Regions from separate parts of the Gossypium hirsutum genome. Here region 2 is linked to region 1. Evidence: chromatin contacts called from public Hi-C data. All regions are on one chromosome and are shown on one strand. The core of a region is the stretch at or near the end of the contact, and the rest is flanking DNA. Distances in the headings are between cores, read along the strand shown.

Evidence for each region. A called contact is a pair of places that touch in the nucleus more often than the background predicts.
Region 2: a contact with region 1 is called in a Hi-C map of leaf, with 2.9 times the contacts expected there. The contact joins the promoter of LOC107909644 here to the enhancer-like site in region 1. A contact is called at or near these places in 2 of 34 Hi-C or Micro-C datasets (leaf and petal).

What each region holds. Positions count from the first base shown.
Region 1 is chrD10:3,070,712-3,075,314 of Gossypium_hirsutum_v2.1, reverse strand. It overlaps LOC107925199 (protein STICHEL-like 3), which reads left to right. Exons shown (of 7, transcript XM_016855808.2): 2 at 1-209; 3 at 322-837; 4 at 1,024-1,555; 5 at 1,652-1,715; 6 at 1,796-1,884; 7 at 2,039-3,339. The coding sequence ends at 2,129. Among protein-coding and RNA genes, the nearest start is that of LOC107925199, 5.4 kb to the left of the region's middle. Within about 2 kb of position 2,639, at least 8 of the 9 cell types and tissues checked have an H3K27ac peak or open chromatin away from gene starts, as enhancers often do. A contact at or near this core is called in leaf, where this site is marked.
Region 2 is chrD10:3,116,667-3,121,364 of Gossypium_hirsutum_v2.1, reverse strand. LOC107909644 (ras-related protein RABA1c) reads right to left here and starts at 1,550. Exons shown (of 2, transcript XM_016837259.2): 1 at 1,136-1,550. The coding sequence starts at 1,356. It overlaps TRNAG-UCC (transfer RNA glycine (anticodon UCC)), which reads right to left and starts at 1,782; the gene lies at 1,711-1,782. LOC107909643 (ABC transporter I family member 1) reads left to right here and starts at 3,342. Exons shown (of 2, transcript XM_016837258.2): 1 at 3,342-3,650; 2 at 3,934-4,698. The coding sequence starts at 3,990. The coding sequence ends at 4,679.

The DNA of each region.
Region 1 (4,603 bases), core at 1,390-3,889:
CTCTGATGAAAAGCTGGTGGATCTTCTCGATCTCGCATTATCTGCAGACACGGTAAACACTGTAAAGAGCTTGAGGGTGATAATGGAAACCGGTGTGGAGCCTTTAGCTTTGATGTCACAGCTTGCTACGGTGATAACTGATATTCTTGCTGGCAGTTATGATTTCACTAAAGAAAGGCATAGACGGAAGTTCTTTCGCCGACAACCATGTGAGTCTTAAAAGAGAAATTTTAATTTTTCTGTTTAATAATGCTAAATAGTTCGACTGTTTGTTTCGATATTTATCTTCTAAAACTAATAGAACGCCTTTATGCAATCCAGTGTCCAAAGAAGATATGGAGAAGCTACGCCAAGCTTTGAAAACATTATCTGAGGCAGAAAAACAACTGAGGATGTCGAATGACAAACTGACATGGCTAACCGCTGCTTTGCTTCAGCTTGCTCCAGATCAGCAGTATATATTACCTATATCTTCCGCTGGCACTAGTTCTCATCGCAGCCCCTTGCCTCCAAGCAACGTGGACAGAAGACATGATGTCCGTAAGAGTTCTAGAGGCTTATCGAAAAATGCTCGGCCTGAAAATCTCCATGCTGGAAGTTTAGGGAATTTTGAAACTGGTATGGTTAACGGTATACATTTCGATAGAAAGAGGCATGCTGCGTCTGGGATGGCTCCTCAACAAACATCAATAGTCTTTACTGAGAGGCAGAATTTAGTCAAAAACCGCAACGGGATCGAAGAAATTTGGTTGCAGGTGCTTGAGAAGATTCAAGTTAGTGGTCTAAAAGAGTTTTTATATTCAGAAGGAAAGCTGATCTCTGTCAGTTTAGGCGCAGGTATATCCTACTGTGCATCATGCTCGTCTTTGTGTGCCTTGATCATATAGTTTTAACATACTTGTACATGAGAAATTTTAGCAAGCTTGAATCCATAATGCATGCTTTCTGTACTCGAGGATAATGGGATTTGAACCTTAGTCATAGTTGTTTCCTTCTCCGTTTTAATCGAGTGTTTTTTTGCAGCACCAACTGTACAGTTGATGTTCAGTTCACCTATGACCAAATCTAAGGCGGAGAAATTTAGGGGGCATATTTTACAAGCATTCGAGACTGTTCTTGGTTCGTCGGTGACAGTTGAAATTAGATGTGAAGCAAAGAAAGATGCCCGAGCTGGGGTCGGTCCATCTCAGATGATCATGGATCCAGAGTCTAATTCTAGAAATAGGATGCATGCCGGGGTCGGCTCCCAAGCTCAGCAAGCAGGGAATGAAATTGTTGAAATACCAGCTTCTCCAAGAGAAGCCAAGGATAACGAACATGCTGATAACTTTGAATCTAACAGAAGAGGTTTAACACTGGCCGATGCTGCAACTTATAGGAAACCGACATTGGCAGGAAGACAGAAACTCGGGGAACTAAGTAAGAGTCAAAGCATCGTTAGAAGTAAAGTGTCCCTCGCACACGTAATTCAGCAGGCAGAAGGATGCACGCAACGCAACGGATGGTCAAAGCGCAAAGCAGTTTCCATTGCCGAAAAGCTCGAACAAGAGAACCTGTATGTGTATATATCCAGTGCCACTATAGATCCTCCATTTATGTCAAGCTTTTGTAATCTTCAACTAAGAATCAAATTCATGTCTGAAAATTTCAGGAGATTGGAACCTCGGTCGAAAAGCTTGCTTTGCTGGAAAGCAACTAGAGTAACACGCCGAAAGGTAAATTATCTACCATTTTAACATAAATTACCATTATCCTGATGAAAATGTTCGATTATTGATTTACTTATGTTCCGCAGCTCTCACGCTTGAAGATTAGGACACGAAGACCGCACTCGTTATTGAAGTTCGTCTCCTGCGGAAAATGTCTCTCTTCTAAATCTCCTAGGTAGGATAAATAACAAGAAAATTTTTGGATGGCTTTGAAGGGTTGGTGCCTAACTTGATTGAATTCATATTTACATTTGTAATTACCCATTTTCTTGCTGGTTTACGACGTAAGTTCGATCTGTGAAATTTTTTTTTCTTTGAATAAATTACAAGCCTTCTTCCACTTCCCTCCCGGAATTAATTTCAGCCTATATTGAGTGGCTGCGGATTCGATTTTCTGCCATCCATGGTGGTGGTAACTGAAGAAATGACCCAAGGCAGGTATATAGGGGGGGGGGGGCCTGAAACCTCCATAGCCATAGTGAAATCTTGGTTTGCCTAGTTCATAACTTTGTTTAGCGAATGAGTTTAAAATTAAAATATTTGAGCTAGTGTTACTGTAATGTAATGTGATTCGTATGAATTTTGTTCATATTACCTTTTGATACTGCTTGTGCTCTTGGAATCCTGTGGCTGATTTTGATTTTCAGAAACTTCTTGTATTATTTGTACATCTTTATTTTTATGATTTTAAAATATAAATCTAATTATTAATACCGTTAAAATTTTCTGATAAATTTAACGTCTACTATAATTAGTCATGGCTTTGAAACTTATACTGTATTCAAACTGTAATAACAGATTTTGCCCGGGTACAAATAATAAAGGGCCCCAAATAAATAAGTAGTCCATTTTTTTACAAATAGGCCTATAGAGCCCAAAACCCGAAATACAACAGGGGCCCAAAGCTCAATGGCCCAAATCATTTGCAGAAACCCTAGGGTTTCTGAAGAAGACTTTTGCGCCGCAACCGCAACCATCACCAAGCCGAATCTTCATGATCTTCACCTGCAAACACAAGAAAGGAAAGAAAATCAAACCAAATCAAATCAAGAATATTTCTTGTTTCTATTTCTTGTATTTTCATTCGGCTATATAAAGCCATTGTTAATACTGTAACCAGGAGCCGAATTCGAAATCATAAAAAATAAGTACTTTCAATCAAAAAGAGAACTCAATACGAAAGCAAAGATCAGTTCAAAGGTTTATTTTTTACAGGTTTTTTTATATTTGTTTTATTTTATCTATTGTTTTTTTCTTTTCTTTCTTCATTCGTAAAATAAATAAAATAAATGATAAAAAGAAAGAAACAACCTGTTTGTTTCTGAAACGGTCGAGGGAGCCACCCCCGAGGATCGGTGGCCGGAAACCGAAAGGTTTCTTGACATTTTTGAGGTTTTTTGTGGTTTTTTTTGGGAGTTTTGAGCTTGGATCTGGTTTTAAAAGGGTCGAAAAGGCCGAATAAAGATTTTTTCCTTTTCCGGCCTCCGCAGACCGCGGTGACGGCGCCGGAGATCGGCGGCCGGCGTGGTGGCCGATGATTGACCGTTGACCGGACTTAGGGCGGAGCTTGGAGAAAAGGGGGGAAGGTTGAGAGTGTTTGCTTCAGACTTTTTAAAGAGAAAGGAAGAAATGAAATCTTTGGGGATTTTTTTTGCTTTTATAACATAAATAAAACGACGCCGTTTCACCTAAGGGCTTTTAGTGTCAAAACGGCACCGTTTTACGCAACCCACGCGCGACCTGACCCATACCAGTGGATCCGCGCGTTTTCGATTTTTGGGTTATTTACCCTTTTGATCCCTTCCTTTTTTAGGGGTTAGGCAATCAAGTTTTTTTATTTTTTTAACATTTTCCCTGTGATTTATTTCAAATTTCAATTTGGTCCAATTTGAACGGCGCCGTTTTAGAGGAGAAGGGAAAATTTTCCTTTCAGCCCCTCTATGTAATTCGCGCATTTAAATTTAGTCATTTTACTTTTATTTATTTGCGGATTTACCCCAGATATTGTAATTGCAATTCAATTTAATTTTTTTATGTTCTTTTTATTTGTTTTATTAATTAATAGTGTAATTATTATTATTATTTATCTAATATATATTCCTTTTATATGTACACATATATATATTTTTAAAAAAATATTTTCCTATTTTTTTATATATATGTATATATTTACGTTTTTAAGTGATTAAATACTCACTTTTTTTTCTTTTTTAAAATATACTTATTTTTTACTATTTTATATATGTATGTATAATTGTTTTTTTCTTTATTTTCATAAGTATATTATGTGTTGTATTTATATATAAATTGTATAACCTAAAATTTTATTTGTAAATTATATGCATATTTTTAATCTTCATAATTTCCATGTGTACATCTTTTGATCCTTATTTATTTGTTTGCTATCCCATCCATTGTATAATTGTGTTTACATTTAATATTTTGCATGTAATGGATTACCTTTTTTTATTCATTTGCTTATATTATTTTTATGTCGATGATGTATTTATTATTGTTATTATTATTATAGCATTTGTATGTATAAAATCACATTACATCATTTTTTACTCAAATTTAAAGATAGAATTTTTTTTTGAGATAATGTTCGTATTTAGGATCCTTTAAGGGAATTGAGTCCTAACGTATTGGGTTCCAATTTTCTTCGTTAAATCTGACAATCGAGTATTTCTCTTCAATTAAAAAATAAAAACTCATTATTGGGAATTTAACACGTTGTGTCCTAATGTATTGGATGTGACGTATTGATTTCTCGAAATGAATATTTTTTTTTAAATAATAAATGAAATATTCTGAGTTTGGGATTTTAAAGGAATTGTGCCATAACGTATTGGGTGTGATTTCTTAAATCTTGGATAAGTGGATGTTCTTTTTAA
Region 2 (4,698 bases), core at 301-2,800, 47 kb before region 1:
CAATTCCATTGATCCCTATCTGAATCCAAACTGTGTAACACAACTCAGCTAAAAGATTTGCTAAACGGGATGTTTTCATTGTTCTTGTGGGTCGATTCCTCTTTCTTTATGCCATTAGAAGGAAGAAGATGAAGCCTTACATTCTATTTTTCAAATCAAAGAATCACCTTAGATAAAACATATGATGAATGAGTAGGCTTTACATATGCCTACTGAAACAGGGTAATCAAACGATAACCAGGCCATGACAGTAGCAGCCCGTAGCAGTAACGACAACAGTATAAGCATAACACACATGAAACATCCTATACATAATAACAATTTTGATTCAATGCCTCATCAAACAATCTTGGAATAAGATCATACAATAAATTAGAACATCCTACTATCTCAAATCACACGGTTTGAAAACATTACATTCGACCTGTAATATATACGAGCATGCCTCAAAAGAATCATGTCACTTGTCAGCCAAGATTTTGCAGTCTTCGAGGTGAAGCAAGCTATAATGGCGACAGAAGAATTGCCTAGCAATTATGGCGACAGTTAAAATTTTAGGACATAGATAATGGTGGCAAGCAGCATTTGCAATAATGATTCTCACATCGGCAGGTGTATGGTAAAGACTATCCAGCAGGATAAAGTAAGGCAGCGCTCGGCTAGAATCAATCAGAAAGCTAAAGCGATCCTATACTATTCTAACAAGCTGTTTCTTTCATTACCAATTTATCACTTGTAGTGTCCATGCAACAACCCTAAAATATCAAACCAGATTAATGCTATATACACTAGATTTGCAAGTACGACACACAAATGGAAGCTCAAAGATACAGGTATAGAATCATCACAATTCTGTGAACATGACAAAACTAGAAAGCAAGCACGGGTTCCAGTGGCATTATCATGCAGGCATTATCAAGCAAGGGTTCAAATCTAAATAAACACATTTGCCAGAAAAAAGGAAACGATGTCGTTTAAGCACAGCTCACAGATCTAGCTCTTCCATGATCAAAGTTGCTTTCTTTCCTCAAGTTCAATAAGAAAAAAACCAAATTCCTTGCAAAACAGAAGAGAACTAAAGATACCCAGATCAAAAATAAAGGAAAGCAAGGCAAGGGAATAGTAAAAGTGATACCTTTCTTGACCAGCAGTGTCCCAAATCTGAGCTTTAATGACCTTGCCATCCACATTCAAACTACGAGTAGCGAACTCAACGCCAATAGTAGACTTGGACTCGAGGCTGAACTCGTTCCTGGTGAACCTGGAGAGTAAATTAGACTTCCCCACACCTGAATCACCGATCAAAACTACCTTGAAAAGGTAGTCATAGTCATCCTCTGCTCTGTAACCAGCCATATTTCACCCTTCCTTTTTTCCTCTCAAAACCACTGATGTTGATACTATATTACTTTCCCTTTTGCTTTGTGTGGAGTAACAATATGAGAAAGAGAGTGTGAAACAGGGGATAGTTTCAAGTTTATCATGCTTTTTCTATGTCCCCCTTTTAAACCTTTTATTTTGGTGGGTTGGGAATGTAAAAGATTATTGGACACCAGGGTGGCAACATGTTGATAATTTATTTTAATTACAAGGACTAATTTGACAATATTTTGATAGGGGCAGAATGCAATTTATGTTTTAGTATAAGGACCCCATGATATTTTTACCACATTATCATAATTAGAAAACAAAACCCAAAAACATTCAAAATGCGTTTGCCGGGAGTCGAACCCGGGTCTATTGCTTGGAAGGCAATTATCCTAACCGTTGGACTACAAACGCTAATTGGTTACGCTTATAAATAAACAAAAACAGTAATAATATAAAAAAAATTTGAAATTCGCTTTTATATAGACTTTCCAGGAAACTTCAGAAAAAAAGACAGTGATGAAATGAACTCACAGTACTCCCCCAAGCACTGAAACATTATAACAGTGAGACAAAGAATATTATAAACTAACAAGTATAAGATTTGAATATTGCAATGGAAACAAAAACTTTTGGTAAAAAAAAAATGTATATAGTTTCAACATGATACTTGAGGAGTTACATCATCATCATGCATGTGTATATATATATATCATCGATGACCAACTCCATCATGCCTGGTGGTGTAAATAGGTATAGTATTGCCCCTATGGCTCGGACCCGAAGGTGTAATTCGACCTTTCTTGAGAACACCAATAACAATTCCATGTGATCCATGGGGTGGTACTGCAACATTATGATGATCAGCTGCGAGCATGTTCCGATTCACGGCTGCGGCGTCCCCTGAATGCTTCGACGGTGTTAGCTCGTGGTGGATTCGAATCGTAGAAACGGTTCTCGGCATGAAAATTGGAAATAATATGATCAAACTGGTAAAGAAAAGTATATAATTGAAGGCAGCCATTGATGGTTTTTTTGCCAAGGATGTTGGTAGGGGGATGAGGCAGCTAGCTATTTAGCTTTTGAGTTATAAAGGACAAGTTTGAAACAAATGAAAAGGAGAGATTTATAACATCTAAAGAGTAATTACTAAGACCCATATTTAAGAAGAAAATATAGAGAGATTAAAAGGTTGGTGGGCTATGGTTTATAGATAATGGGAAATGAGAAGTTCATTCATAGTGCTGCTTTAGATTATGATGATACCTACCCAATTTTACATTATACACGAGGAAATCTATAAATTATTATCTATTTTTTATAATTTTTTAAATATATCAAAACATAATTTTATCATTATATTAATTTAAAATTTTATAATTTTTAAAAATGATAAATTTTAAAAAGCCCCTACCACATTTACAGTTTTAATACAATATAGTCTATTCATAAAGTAAATTAATTTGATGATAAAATTAATCTGATATAATGCCTTTTTTTTCTTTTCCTTTATAATGAAGCAAATAAATATAAGGAAAAAAGGTAATAGTGATGACTAGATTCAATTTGACCTTTGCATATATATTCAGTGACTTGTCTAAGAGGTCATGATTATTCCTTTTAAATCATACAGGTGCTGGAATAGGAAAAGGAATGGCTGCTGGCACGTTGCCGACGTGCATGATTAGGTTAAATTTAAGTATCACTAAATTATTAATAAATTTATATTTTTATTATTTAATTTAAAAAAATTTATAAAATTGTTTAACTATTTAAGTTATTATATTGTTAAAAACATTGTTATATTTGTATCATTTGTACTAATAGAGAGTTTTTTTATTTTTTATTTTATAATTTTAATTTTTTTTATGAAATAATTTTGATCGTCACGAATTTATAAATTAAAATTTGAATAATTTTTTTTATTTTCAATACTAACTATTAGATGACTTCGATATAAAATATATTATTTTATTCATCAATTGATATTGATACACATCTTCGAATCATTACTTAAAAAATTTTTTTATAAAAAAAACCTTTCCTATTTGAAGTTATATATACAGTTTATTTTAAGTTAAAGGCTTTTCTCTTTTTTCTATCATCATCTTCCTCCTGCCATCGTCCTCTTATCTCTCGTCTCTGCAAGTCAGTTTTTTTTTTCTCTTCTCATCTCAGTTTTCACCCACCGCTGTGTCCGCTGGTTTTTGCCGGATCTGACCCATATCCTGTGTCGGAATCCGTGTCGACACGGGCACTGCACCCCAAATTGCAGAATCCAGGTAACGAAGGTTATGGATAATAGTAAGAATGGTATAAAATGGAATTTGGTCCCTAGCTCTTTTAAAATCTATTTGAGTTGCGTTTGCTCAAATTCATACAATATGCATTTCTATTGTGAAGTTAAATGTATTTTCACTAGTCAAATCCTATTGTCTTTCAAGTGTTTGATGTTTTTCCCCACTGAATTCTGCCTAGATTTGTCTTTTATCTTATAGGCAGTTTCATCTGACAAGTGTAAATCAATTATGGTATTCGTCTAACATGGTTTAATTTTATTTGCAGTTGTATTGCGAAATCCCCAAACCAAACCTGAGGGTAATATTATTTGTTCAACTTCAATGCCTGTGAGGAAGCCTCCACTCCCTAGAATCCTTCTCAACGACGTGTCTTGCATGAGAAATGCACAACAAATCTTGCGGCACGTGAATGTGTCGGTTCATGATGGTGGAGCACTTGTGTTGACAGGGAGCAACGGCTCTGGGAAGACCACATTCCTGCGTATGTTAGCGGGATTCTCTCGACCTTCTGCTGGCCAGATACTTTGGAACGGCCATGACATTAGTCAGTCAGGAATCTTCCACCAATACAAGCTTCAACTAAATTGGCTTTCCCTCAAGGATGCAGTGAAAGAAAAGTTCACGGTCCTTGACAATGTTCAATGGTTTGAGGTTCTTGAAGGTAAGCATGGTAAGTCCTTGCCAGCCCTGGAGCTCATGGGCCTAGGAAGACTGGCAAAAGATAAGGCAAGAATGCTTTCAATGGGACAACGAAAGAGGCTTCAGCTCGCTAGGTTGCTTGCCATCGATAGGCCGATTTGGTTGTTAGACGAGCCTTCTGTTGCATTAGATAACGAAGGGGTGAGGTTGTTAGAATATATTATTGCAGAGCATAGAAAGAAGGGTGGGATTGTAATCGTTGCAACGCATCTCCCAATTCAGATTGAAGATGCCATGAATCTGAGGTTGCCACCTAGGTTCCCCAGAAGGATGACTTTGGTAGACATGCTCGATCGTGCTGACATTGCATAAATCAGACCGCCGCCCATAA